Linked DNA regions of Mus musculus: region 1 is linked to region 2. A link is a contact called in public promoter capture Hi-C data. All regions are on one chromosome and are shown on one strand. Each heading gives the region's core, a stretch centred on a gene start, on an enhancer-like site or on the middle of the called end of the contact. The rest is flanking DNA. Distances are from core to core; before and after follow the strand shown. Region 1 holds the start of 4933408J17Rik (RIKEN cDNA 4933408J17 gene). Region 2 holds the start of Ikbip (IKBKB interacting protein).

Region 1 (6,719 bases), core at 3,899-6,398, 2.5 Mb before region 2:
ACAATGGAGGTAAAAATGGGACGAATTTCCCAGGCAAGGAAATCGGGGCGAGGAAGGGATCGCTAGATGGAGAGAATATCGTGAGGTGGAGGTGTACTAAGAGAAGGGCTTGTGGTCGGAGAGTAGACTGTTCGGGTCGGCGGGAGGAAGCGCTAGAACAGCTGTTTCAGGATGCTGGCATTGGGTGGCCAGCGGGATTACTAAGCACCAACATCCGGACCTCCATCCTCATTTTGTTTTGTAGTCCGGAAGATGAGAGATAGCTGCGGCAAGAGGTGAAGATGAAGAACTAGAGTAGAAAGCTTCAGTTTTGAAAATTGTATTCACTGGAGACATTTGAGGTGAGGAGACCGTGTGGTGCGGGGCATTGTGGGAGAACTCACATGGTGCTGCTGCGCACCGCAGGTTCTCAGTTGGGCGGTTACGTAATCGATATCCAGTATCATTTTACTCCAAACTCAGCACCGCCACCGTGTGGAAACACGACAGAGAACCCAACTGAGTTTAAGGTCGGTTTAACAGCTAAGTGGTTCGGGATCTCTTTACTACCAAAGATTTGTGTTAGTTATCATCGTCTTCCTAAACTCAATCTGTAACTTGGAAAATAAAAACAATTTATTGGTAATTTGTTCTCCCATTTTTATAAATCAGGTAAGTGCTACTCAAAACTTCTGACCAGACCTATAGTTTTTATTCCAATAAAAAGCAAAGAAGTGTCAGGAGTGTATACAGACTCTATTAAAATAAATGCACAGTGTGCAAGCTTTTTGCTTGTTAAGAATGAAAATAGGTTTGAAGCTTTCAATACTACCAGCAAAGTGAGTCAGGCTCAGGGTCTTTGATATATATAAAATCTCCTGTCTGTGTTAAGACAACTGAATCCTATAGGAAATACCTGGCATCTGTTTTTCGAAAGAGGGAAAGAAGCTGCTGCTAGCAACTACTAAATAGGTTGGGGACACTGCTAAACAGTGCACAACAATCACAATAAGAATCTTTAGGGGGAGACAGGGAGGGCTCACCAGAAATCTTCAGCACCCATGTGAAAAGCCAGGTATGGCTGTGCAGGCCTGTAACCCCAGGGCTGCGGAAACTGGAGGACCACTGCATCTTCCTGGCCCCCTAGCCTAGCTCCCAGCTCAGTGAGGGACTCTGTCTCAAAGGAATAGGTAGAGAGTGACAGAGCAGGATTCCCAAATGACCTTTTTCTTGTCTCCATGTACTTGTACCCACACATACACGTGTATCTCAGCCCATAACACACACACACACCTAATCCCATAACACACACACACACACACCTAAACCCATAATACATACACACACATACACAAACACCTAAACCCATAACACAGACACATACACACACTTCACAAACATATCTCTAAACCCATAACACACATGTGTACATACACACGTGTGTGTGCACTCACAAGTATACACACATGGGTACACACACGTGGGTACATACACATGGATACACACACACAAATACATAACTACCTGGTGCAAAATAATACAAAAAGGTTGAAAACCATGATCTAGTCTAACCGTTCCACTCTGTGAGTGAATCAAATGAGATTTTGAGGAGTGAGATGACTTCTTAGTTTTTAGTTTATTAACCAGTATCTGTAAGGGTTCCGGAGACACAGCATACAAAAATGTATGCAAGACTTGAGTGGGTATTTCTTCAGAGAACCACCGCACCAATGGCCAGCAAGCACGCGAAGGGATGCAGCATCGTTAGTCATTGGGCTAACGTGAGTCAAAACCACAAGTGCTCTACCACCTCAAACTGGAAGATGGCTCAGACTGGTGCTCACACATCCAGCTGGTGGCGCTACGGAGAGGTGACTGGATAGCAAGGAAGGGTTTCTCAGTATAGCCCTGGCTGTCCTGTAGACCAGGCTGGCCTCGAACTCAGAAATCTGCCTGCCTCTGCCTCTGCCTCCCAAGTGCTGGGATTAAAGGTGTGCGCCACCACCGCCCAGCAGAGGGTGCTCATCTTACACTGGTGACTTCACAGTTGAATGGGCTCCCAGGAGGCAGCCCAGTCCAGTATGGGATCCCAGCGCTTGAGCAGGACAGGAAAGGTATGCGCACGGGAGATGGCCCAGTGTGGGAAGCTACTACTTGAAGTGGCGCTGCTGATCATGCTGGTCAAGGGCTCTACGTACAGGAACTAGATCCTTGAGATCATGCCTTGGAACAGTGTATTTTGTCCCTAGCACCGTCTATATCTCTCAGCTTCATGGCTGGCATGAGATGGTCTTTCACCATATACTCTTGGCATCATGAAGTTCTGCCTGACGGCAGAGGCCAAAAGGGACGAAACAGGCTGATTGTGGACTGAAATCCTGAAAGCTGGGAGCCAAAAGAAAAAAGTGCTCTGTGCTTTAAAAGTTTAAAAGCCACAGCGACAGTCTCATGTCCTATTACGTACTTTATAACGGTGTTCTTTCAAATCTTCTGCTCCCTCACACACTGCTTTTTCTATGACCTTTGCATACAAGCACAGTATGTGTCACCTCAGGTCTTCTCAGTTTTGTCTGGCTCCTAGATCTTGGTTACAAACGGGACAGCCCGAATCCTCTGCAGTGACCGGCTTATTCAGTGTGGTCTCAAGTTCTGCCACCTGAACCTGACCCCAGAGGCTCCTTCTGCCACATCTAGGCACTCCTGTTAAACTATTAAACTGGGATCTGATTTTCGAGTTGCCACCTTAGTAAGGAGGTGGGAACTCTCCAGGGGACATTAGGAGGCAGGAGGGGACTGATGTGCAGGCAAAGAAACCCCCCAATATCTCTCTCTCTCTCTCTCTCTCTCTCTCTCTCTCTCTCTCTCTCTCTCTGATGTTCTCCACTGCCTATTTCCACAAAGCCTGTGCAGATATGGTCACATAGCACTATGCAACTAGTTTTGTCTCTGTGAAGAAACACCAACAGACTCAAAACCATAAACCTTATAGCATATGTGTCTCCTTCGTCTCCCTTGTCTTTATGCCTCATTCACCACCCCGAGATTCTGTCTGCCCATAAAGTGTTCTCATTTAAATCGTTCTTTAGAGTAGTGGTTCTCAACCTTCCAAATTGCTTGTGACCCTTTAAGACAGTTCCTCATGTTGTGGAGACCCCCAGCCATAAAATTATTTTTGTTGCTCACCCCATAGCTGAAATCTTGCTATTATGAATATCTCATACGCAGTATATCTGATACATGACCCCTGGGAAAGGGCTACTCAACCCCCCTGCCCCCCAGGGGTGGTGACCTACAGGTTGAGATCTGTGCTTTAGAGTCTGTTTTCTAAAGATGATGGGGCTTAGAAGTTGAGGAACTACAGGTCAGAGGACCTGAAACACTGCTTCTTCTGGGTGCTTGGACTTGTAGAAATATTGTAGAAAATTTGAAACTTGTAACTGGTACATCCCCCAGTCTTGTAACTTTGGTTTCTCCCATAACCTGGGAGACAAATATTCTGTCTGTCTTGGTTTTATTACGTATCTCTCCTTGTGCATTTTACTCTTGGTCCTTTGCAGAATACGGAAGACAGCTCAATACAAGGAGAAAAATACTAACATGAATCTGTCTGAGTCTAATTCCCAGTATTTCATCACCTACAGTATTAAATTAGAAGTTGGACTAGGTATCCCCAGGATTGTGAGTTTAAGATTTATAAATTTGTCAATGCTGACTGAATAAGTAGAGCATATTTGAGTGTCAGGAACAGTAATTATTCTTCCATTACCATGGGAAAAAAATCCGAGCTAAGATTTCGGTCTGATCAAAATGTATCTGAGATTAGCAGCATCATTTTTAAAATTTTCTTTATCATGTTTTGTCTGCATGTGCGCATGTGCACCGCGGGAGGGCCTGGCACCCACAGAAGTCAAAAGAGAGAGATGGGTCCCCGGCACATGAAACTTTGGATGGTTGTGAGTCACCACCATGTGGGGATGGGATTCGAACCCAGGTCTTTTCACGTGCGAAAAGCGCTCTTCTCCATTGAGCCAACACCCCCAGAATGTGTTGGCATACTTTAATAATATAAACGACAGTCTTTAGGCTTAGGCCTGGGCCAATCTCGAATCTCGAGTTATTTGGGGAATCCATGCCAAAAAAACAAAACAAACAAACAAACAAAAAACCGTTCAGGTTCATATAGGGTTAGATCTCCCGAAAAAGAAAAAAGTACTCTTTTTACACGGGTTTCATATCACAGGTGAAGCGATACTGAAATGTTGAGATTATGGGGAAATTAAACGGGGTTCTGATCGATAACTTTCCATCAGAGCGATTAACCTGTGGTAGCGTCAATAATTCCCCACATCCTATTCACAAACACACGTAAACGGACCTCCTTTGGCCTCTGGTTCTGGGAATGCTTAGACATCAGAACGACAAGAGGCCACCACATTATCCGAGACTTAACTTGACCTGGTTTCAACTGTTGTAAAGCCCCACTTGAGTGCTTTTCACTAGCACTCACGTAGTCTTGCTACCCCAGCTTCCTTTAAAAACCCGCAAGTGGACGGACATTCTGTAATAAAGAACAGTCCCATAAAAGGGGGGCCGTGCCAGAGGTGTTCCCCAAGTGCTGGATCTATGGGAGGATGACCTCCAGAACCCGATCTCGTTCTTTCAGCTGAAGGACAGACTAAACCTTCTTTAGCTAAAGAAACCAAGTCCGTTCGCCAGGGCACTTAGCTTCCCCTTGTCCCGAAGCAAAGACATTGGGGTCGCTCAATCGTTCCCACTTCGAACTTGAGCAGTGGACACAAACACACGCTTACCTGGTTGCTAGGAAACAGTACCGCCATCCCCTCCAATCAGTAAACACGTCTTTGGTGGCCAATCACAGAAGCCGAGACAACGCGGCGTGAGGTGAAAGGTCAGGCCGCTTTTGTCGGCCATTTCTCTTAGCGCGGGTCGCTTGGTTGTAGCGGCAGCCGCTCCGGTCACGAGGGGCGGGCAGCGGCGGAGTCGGCGGCTAGCGGGGTGCAGCGCTCGCCGGTGGTCGCGATGGTAAGGACGATGAGCGCCGCGGGGGCTGGAGGACGGGCGGCCTCGCGGGGCCCGCCGCCCCCTGCGCCTCCCATTCATCCCCACGAGGCGCCGCGCGGCTGGCCGCTCGCTCCTGCTCCCGACGTCGGAGGCCTTGGCGGCGCGCGCGCGGAAGCCCTTCCCCTCCCCGAGATCCCCAGCCACCTTTCCGCGTGTTGTTTGTCCCGGAGCCTGAGGTGTAGCCTAGTTTGGGCTCACAGGGTAGGGGTAAACCGAAGCGAGTTTTCCATTTCTACCTAGCACGCTCCGCAGTGCGCCATTTATTCCTTGCTGTTGACAATTTTAGCAGATTGTCCTCTGGCGCAGAAAACCCCGGCTACCCTTCCACTCATTTAATACTGATCTTAGGCGCCAGGAAGATGGGGTGGTAAGGTAGACTCTGCGTTTTCTTAGGAGTGGGAGGTAGGCAGCCGTCAAATAATAACAACAAAATAAGCAATTACAAGTAGCGGTGATTGTTAAGCAGGGAGCTGATAGGATGCTCTGAGAGGTGCACTGCCTAGTTATAACGCAGTGGAGGAGCGCTCTTCTCCAGAAGGTGTCAAATAACCAGACATCCAGGTCACAGAGCAGGTGGAAGAGTATTTCTTGCGCGAGTTCCAAGTAGAAAGTAGGTTTGACCAGTTGGAATTGACAAGAATTGACCGCTGCTTGCAAGAATGATGGTTTTAAAATACAGCCTGGGACCTTAACGCCTCCTAGGAAATATGAGGCTCTGTCAAGTGCAGTTAGAGACCATTGGAGCATTCTTTTAAGTCACAATAGTACATGACTTGATAAGTGGTTTGTGGATGATAAATTATAGGCAGCGTAAATTGGCTACTCATTTAGACCCTGTGCTCTCCAAGATTCTTTGGGATGGTGTGTGAGTGGAATGGAGTATGGGGGTGGTTATGAATTTAAAGGGAATAATACTTCTTGATTTAGCATTAAGAGGCCCTCTCACTGACGATATTGAGCTTTTTTTTTTTTTTTAATGTCTGCAGAGACCACCCTGTACCTTTATTTTGATTCCTTTAGAGCTTGGATAATGTAGGTATTTGGGGCTTTTGTCCATTCGGCAGTGCTCAAAATGGAACTAGTGACCTAAGTATCCTAGGGCAGTGCCCTGTCATTGTGTTACACACTTGCCCCACTCCCATCTGTCATTCGACATTTAATTGCATAATTCATATTTTCGTTTCTGTCAGTGGACTATGAAGTTGGCTAAATGGGTACTTAAATTTCTCTCAGACACCCTCCAGCAAATTATAAAGTGATGGTGGATCGGAGTTTACCCTGTGTCATAAAGTCTTGACTGGTGTCTCAGTAGAGAGTGGGTGGTGGAAGCTGAGGTAAGCAAAAATTATTGAGTGCTGCCTTTGGTTTTTATACAGAGTCTACCCCTCAACCCCAAGCCCTTTCTCAATGGGCTGACAGGGAAGCCAGTGATGGTGAAACTTAAGTGGGGCATGGAGTACAAGGGCTACCTGGTCTCCGTGGATGGCTACATGAACATGCAGGTATGCTGAGGAGGAGGAGCATGGGTGAGGAGCAGGAAACCAGGTTTCTACTGTGTCACCTTACTCCTCAAAGGTTTACTGAGACTGGTGGGAATGCGCACAGATTGACAATAGAAAGTGGAGTCGAGATTAAAGTATGAACCAGGGAGGAGGTTG
Region 2 (6,889 bases), core at 3,405-5,904:
TTCCCATCTCTCTTACATGCCTGCAGTTGTCTGTTCAAAGGAGTATGACTCCCTTCTGCTTGCACTTGGTCATAGTCGTAGTCCTACCACTAAACACTAAGCTGAACTAGGGAGCCCATTTGGTAACAAACCAAGTAGGGGATAGATGTATCGATCACTTGTAAGTCTCTATGGGAGCAGGACTTTGTTTGGGCCTTCTTCACTATCACACAGGTGAAGTCTTAAACGTGTTAGATGCAGGAAAAAGGGACCCAGGAGGGGTCAGCTTTCAGTGTGGACCTTCCAAAAGCATCTTCCCTCCCTCACAGCTGCTGCCGTCTATCTAGGCCTCAAGCAAGTTTAGGATTCTGTGTTAGTGAATGGCGCATAGCACCACCTCTGAGGGAGTCTAACATGGTGGCAGGCAGATGACTGAGGACTTAGATTTCTCTGCCTCTCTTTCAACTTGGTACTGAGAAAGAGCAAATAATAACAGGAAGCAGTTATGGTCCATTACAGGGTTACTATTAGGGTCAATGCCCATTTAACATCAGTTCATACCATCTACAGCTACCTAATGTTGAAGGGAACACTGACTGTATTCTATTATTTAAAACCAGGGCAAGGTTGGGTATGGTGCCCATGTCTGCAATCCCAGTACTTGGAAGAAGTACAGGAATTGCCATAAGTTTGAGACTAAACCCCAGTCTCAAAAAACCAAAACAAAACCAAAAAGGCCAGCCATGGTACACACCTTTAGTCCCAGCACTTGGGAGGCATACATGTGAGTTCCAGGCCAGCCAGGGCTATCTAGTGAATCCCCATCTCTACAAAACCCAAAACTCAAATCACCCAACAAAAACCAGTAAGTGTTTAAAGTATAATGCCATATTTTATATGAAACTCTTCTAACACTAGTAACAACAACAACAAAACCCCTAGAAATAGAGTTAGCTAAGATATTAAAAGATTTATAGAGGGGGCTGGAGAGATGGATCAGTGGGTAAGAGCGAGTTAGAGAGAAAGTTATACTGGATGAGAGAGAAAGCTCTGAATCCTATTCCTTGTTAAAAGAGCTTTTGAGGAGCTGGGAGGATGGCCCAATGGGAAAGTGCTTGCCCTCTGTATCTGTGACCCTAGCACATGAGGAGAGAGGGTGAGAGGAAACAGGACCACTAAAATTCTCTGGCCAGCCAGTCTAGCCAACTGGTGAGTCCTAGGTTCAGTGAGACTCTCTCTCAAAGACATTAGGTGGAGAGTGAGAGGCACAGATGTTGCTGTGAGGCTTCCACCATACACCTGCACATATCACACCCTTACCACTGAGCTACACTCTTGCTTTTTTTTTTTGATTTAAGTTTTATTGCATTATGATGAGAAAAGATACATAATTTCAATTTATCTGAATTTGTTAACATTTAAAAACATATTTTGAAGCCGGGCGTGGTGACGCACACCTTTAATCCCAGCACTGGGGAGGCAGAGGCAGGAGGATTTCTGAGTTCGAGGCCAGCCTGGTCTACAAAGTGAGTTCCAGGAAAGCCAGGACTACACAGAGAAACCCTGTCTCAAAAAAAAAAAAAAACAAACATATTTTGAGTAAATAAGACTTACATCACATTCTTCTTTCCCTTTGTACCCCAACTCCTCCCAAAGAGCCTCCCTTCTAAACCTGCAATACTTTTCGATTTTTATCATATTCTTTAAAATTCATAAAATATTGTAACAATAAAAATGATTATTATAAAAGTTGTTTGATTATAAGACAACAATGGAACAGTCTTATGTAGATGTTTGTCTACAGCAATACTGAAAATACATACATTTCTCAATATAAATTTTAAATAACTCCAAATATATTAACTGTATGTTATTTTAAAATAATATATCACTATTAGGTTTTGTTTCTGTTTTTTTGTTTGTTTGCTTTTTTCGAGACAGGGTTTCTCTGTATAGCCTTGGCTGTCCTGGAACTCACTCTGTAGAACAGGCTGGCCTCGAACTCAGAAATCTGCCTGCCTCTGCCTCCCGAGTGCTGGGATTAAAAGCGTTCGCCGCTGCCGCCACCACCCGGCACTATTAGTTTTTCTTAATGAACGTAAATAGATAAAGTTTTGGATACAGATTTACACTCTTGCTTTATAATTTTGATTTGACATTTAAAAAATCACTTTGGAGAGACAAAGCTCAGCTTATAAATAACCTTTCTAATCAGTGTAACTAACATGTTTTGTCTTTAATTTAACCCTTAATGTTAAATCCCTAAGATGAAGCACAACTTTTTAAGGTGTGTGTATGTGTTGTGGTGTGTGTGTTGTGGTGTGTGTGTGTGTGTGTGTGTAAGTCAGAGACTGAAGCTGGTTGTCTTTCTCAATTGCCCTCCACCTCATTACTATTTTTATTTGTCTCTCTGTGTGTGGTCACAGGTGTTCCACTGTGCATGTATGGAGGTCAGAGGACAACTCTGGGGATTCAGTTCTCTTTTTCCATTGTGTGAATGCTGGGGATAGAATTCAGGCTGTCCTTTGGCTTTGCAGAGCAAATGCTTTTATCAAATGTACCATCTTGCTGACTCAACGGAATCATTTTTTGAACTTGAATTATCAAAAAAGCTGAACATTCTATGACATAGTTTCTTAGTGGATTATGAGGCTTTGTCTAATTAACGGGAACTAGAGGAATAAATTTAGCAACTAAAACCACTTGTATTAAGCCCTGGTGCAGTGGTTCTCAGCCTTCCTAAAGTTGTGGCCCTTTAATACAGTTCCTCATGTTGTGGTGAGCCTCAACCATAAAATTATTTTCATTGCTATTTCAAAGCTGTAATTTTGCTACCATTATGCATCACAATATAAATATCTGATATGTTACCCCTGTGGGGGTCTCAACCCACAGGGTGAGAAACACTGCCCTACAGAGAACTAACAATAACTCAGTAATATTCTTTCCCAATACAAAATGTACCATGTCCCCATTTACCTAAAAAGGCATGCATTTTAAGGTATGCATAGTTTATTTAAAACAGCAAATCCAACACATTTAGATCAGAATTAATATATTCTTCAAATACTAACACTATCATTAAATAAAGTTCTTTTTAAAGAGGACAATGATCTGTATTTCAGTTGAACACGTTTTTATTAACTTATAACAAAACCCAGTACTCAAGCATTACCCAGTACAAATGCCTAGTATAATCCTAGCACTTGGGAGGTGAAGGCAGGAAGATCAGGGGTTCAATGTCACCTTCGGCTATATAGTGAGTTCTAATCTAACCTAGGCTACCTAAGAGCCTTTCTCAAAAAACCAAACCAACCACTCAACCATAGACCCCCCCCCCCAAAAAAAAAAAAAAACAAAAAACTCAAGGACTCAGGGTGTCACCAATAAACTAAGCTGGAAATAAACCTGCATCAAAACTACTCTACCCTGGAGGATATCCAGAGTCTTTTCTGAATTCTATTAGCTCTCTTATTCCACATTTACACTAATATATCACTAATATATGCTTGGTTTCAAAGCTACAAATGTTGAGCGGGATGGCGGTGCCCCCACTACTGCAAATAAAGTGTAAAAATACATGTATATAGCTGGGTTGTATGTGTCATACAGCCAGGTTGTGGTAGTACATGCCTTTAACACCAGTACTAGGGAGGTGGAGGCAGGCAGATCTCTGAGTTCCAGGCCAGCCTGGCCTACAAAGTGAGTTCAAGGACAGCCAGGGCTACACAGAGAAACCCTGTATCAAAAAACTAAAACAACAACAATAAGAAAACACGAATGTTTAGTCTTAAGGGAAAACATATTCTTTACAATGTTACATACAGTTCAACTTGTAATTTAGGAGTAAGACTATATAGTCTTTTATAGCTGTTAAGAACATGCATGTCTGGTGTCTTACAACCATTGGTAACTCCAGCTTCTTGGATTTGACACTCTCTTGCGGGATCCTCGCGCACCTGCACACACGTGCACAAATACACTGACACTCATACACATAAACAAGAATAAATCTTTAAAAAAGGACTATAGTTTTAATGTAGGCACACAGCTCTAAATAGGAGAAAGTCTCATTAGCATTTATCGCTCAGCAACAACGAACTTTTTTTTATTAGGCTGCAGACATTTTAAGAGTGCGATTTTTGGTGGAGGGTGGAGCAAACTCATCCGCAAAGCTACAGAGTGGACGGGAAGTAGTGGTTTTTAGGTATGTGCAAACTTGTGACGTGCAGTAGTAGATGCTTAATAAAGTGTGGGCCGAGTCCTGGGTGACATGTTCCCAGACTTTAGAGGGCAGCGACAGGAGCATGCTACCAGAACATTGTTAAAAGAGCGTATTCAAGCGAGAGTGGGTTGGCTCGAGGTGCTAGGCGCCCACGCGAGGCCCGACCCACGGCCTGCAGCATCGCACACTTACCAGGCCAGGCCCAGGGTCATCGCCAGAGACAGCAGGCTGAGCCCAGTGCGGGGGTCCGCCCAGCCCGCGTCCCCCCGCGCCTCGGGGTTTTTCCTGCCATCACTCCGCTTCTCGGGCTCAGGAGCAGCCACTTTGGGCCCCGGCTTCTTTCGGCTCTTCACTTCGGACATGTCTGGATCCCTGAAGATCTTGAAGCCAGGATGGCTTTGGAGGGGGGCCGTGGGACGTGGCTGCAGAGCAGCTTCGGAAGGCCACGCCCACCAAGGCTGTGCCCCGCCCTCAAGCGGCTGGCCCCGCCTCTGGATTCCGCTACCCGACTGAGTCTGCGGGAGACCCAAGCTCGCGGGTGCGCGCAGGTTGCGGAGAGGCGCGTAGAGGGGGCGGGGCCGAGAGTGCCACGTCTAGCTGGGCGCGAGCCCGCGGCTTAGCCCCACCCCACCGCGCATGCGAGAACGCTCAACCAGGGCTTGCGGTCACGCGCCGGGCGGGGCGCGCGCGCGCGGCCGCGGCGGCGGGCCCTGGGCGAGTGAATTTGCGTGCCCGGGCGCGCGCTGTGTGGACTGGGCGGGCCCAGCGGTGTTTGAGTGCTCCGCGGTCCTGAGGCAGAGACCAGGAGGCAGCTAGAGGAGCAGACGTCTCACTCCGCTCGCGGAAGGGTGTGAGAGGGGTGTGTGGGGGTCGGCAGCGAGGGGTGTGTGCCATCAGCCACCGGCGACGATCTGAGACAGTCGCAGCGGCTTTCCGAGCGGCGTCCGCTTCCCGCCCGGGCAGCTCCCGCCAGAGGGGTGAAGCGGCGACTGGAGTGGCCGTGCTTTTGTGCCCTGGGTCCCGGTACCCTCCCCTGGTGCGGCCCGAGGCAAGCCCACCGAGGTGACCACCCCTCGACGCCGCTTGGAGATCCCGGGCATCCACCCTGCGCCCCGAGCAGCTGATACCCAGGGAGGTGTCAGGACCTGCCCGGGGCGCGGGGTCGCCGGAAGCCAGGCGGGAGCCCCGGCTGCTTTCTGGCAATCTAGTCTCATAAGTGACCCTCCCTGGGCTGCTTTCTTTCGATTATCATCAGTGACCCTCCCCCGGCTGCTCTTCCCAGCACAACTCCGGTGCAAAGGCTTGGGTAAGTTTACTGCCTCGGTCTCACCTCCCCAAGCTCCTCTGGGCAGGCTCTTTGCAAGTTCTGTTGTAGCTCCCAGGGACTGAAAGATCAGGGGACGCGGGATGTTTGGTAATCATCCTCCTGCTCTTGTACCAGGAAGAGAAATTATCTAAGGAGGAAGTAGACCACTATTACTGTTTTCCTGGATAGACTTAGCCTTTATATTGTGGTCTGTATCTCGGACCAGTTTTGGCTTTCTGTTTTGTTGTGGCCACAAAGAGGTTGTGGCCCTGGGAATTTGCCCATAGTATTCCAGTTTGTGTAAAGTTTGAAAAAAGTTGTTTAAAATTTATATAATTTATGGCTGGGCATGGTGGTGCACGCCTTTAATCCTAGCACTCGGGAGGCAGAGGCAGGTGGATTTCTGAGTTCGAGGCCAGTCTGGTCTACAAAGTGAGTTCCAGGACAGCCAGGGCTATACAGAGAAACCCTGTCTCGAAAAACCAAAAAAAAAAAAAAAAAAAAAAAAAAAAAAAAACCAAAACAAAAAAAATATTATATATATATATATAATTTATGTATATGAGTTCAGTAAGGCTAGAGAAAATTGGAACTTAGTTGTCAAAGTGTTTTTTGTTTTTGTTTTTTTTTTTTTTTTTGGAGACAGGGTTTCTCTGTGTAGCCCTGGCTGTTCTGGAACTCACTCTGTAGACCAGGCTGGCCTTGAACTCAGAAATCCACCTGCCTCTGACTCCCAAGTGCTGGGATTAAAGGTGTGCTCCACCACTGCCCGGTAGAGTATTTGGTTTTTGCTTAATTATTGGACATAACCAAAAATCTTTTCATAACGGGGTTTCTCTGCATAGCCCTGGCTGTCCTGGAACTCACTTTGTAGACCAGGCTGGCCTCGAACTCAGAGATCCACCTGTCTCTGCCTCCGGAGTGCTGGGATTAAAGGCGTGGGCCACGATGCCCGGCTGAGAAACTTTTAGGAAACTAAAAATGTTAGTCTTGTTTCTGGTCATTTCTTTTTCTTTGATTTTCCTTTTTTCTTCAGTTAGTTTCATTCCAGTTGTGGGCGCACAAACGAATGACTTCTTTATTTTTGCAAGTGCAACATTTGATGTCTTAAAAAAATTTTTTTTTGAAGTTGAATGATTCTTGCCCTTCTTCGGCGCTCTGTATATTACTCTGTGCCTATTTCAGTTTTTGCACGTAGGACAGTCATCTTCTGATTATCTCTTTTTGTTGTGTATACACACACACACACACACACACACTCCTAATGAAGGAATGATTATGCATATTTAAGACATTCACACTTTACTACATTGGAGGGAGTTTTTGTCAGTGCTTTTACAACTTGCAAACATTCAAAACTGAACTTTATACCCGTGGAA

What was found. Promoter capture Hi-C pulls out the DNA fragments that hold promoters and counts their contacts.
Region 1: a promoter capture Hi-C map of hippocampal neurons shows a contact between it and region 2, with 4 times the contacts expected there. The contact joins the promoter of 4933408J17Rik here to the promoter of Ikbip in region 2. A contact is called at or near these places in 2 of 39 promoter capture datasets (hippocampal neurons and pre-B cells), 2 of 115 datasets of contacts at active chromatin or transcription factors (astrocytes and large pre-B cells) and 2 of 9 other capture datasets (adipose tissue and liver).

Annotation. Positions count from the first base shown.
Region 1 is chr10:93,587,842-93,594,560 of GRCm38.p6, reverse strand. It overlaps 4933408J17Rik (RIKEN cDNA 4933408J17 gene), which reads right to left and starts at 5,148. Exons shown (of 4, transcript NR_045810.1): 1 at 4,791-5,148. It overlaps Snrpf (small nuclear ribonucleoprotein polypeptide F), which reads left to right and starts at 4,903. Exons shown (of 4, transcript NM_027246.1): 1 at 4,903-5,022; 2 at 6,438-6,563. The coding sequence starts at 5,020.
Region 2 is chr10:91,080,804-91,087,692 of GRCm38.p6, reverse strand. Ikbip (IKBKB interacting protein) reads right to left here and starts at 4,654. Exons shown (of 3, transcript NM_026166.2): 1 at 4,397-4,654. The coding sequence starts at 4,566. Apaf1 (apoptotic peptidase activating factor 1) reads left to right here and starts at 4,950. Exons shown (of 27, transcript NM_009684.2): 1 at 4,950-5,510.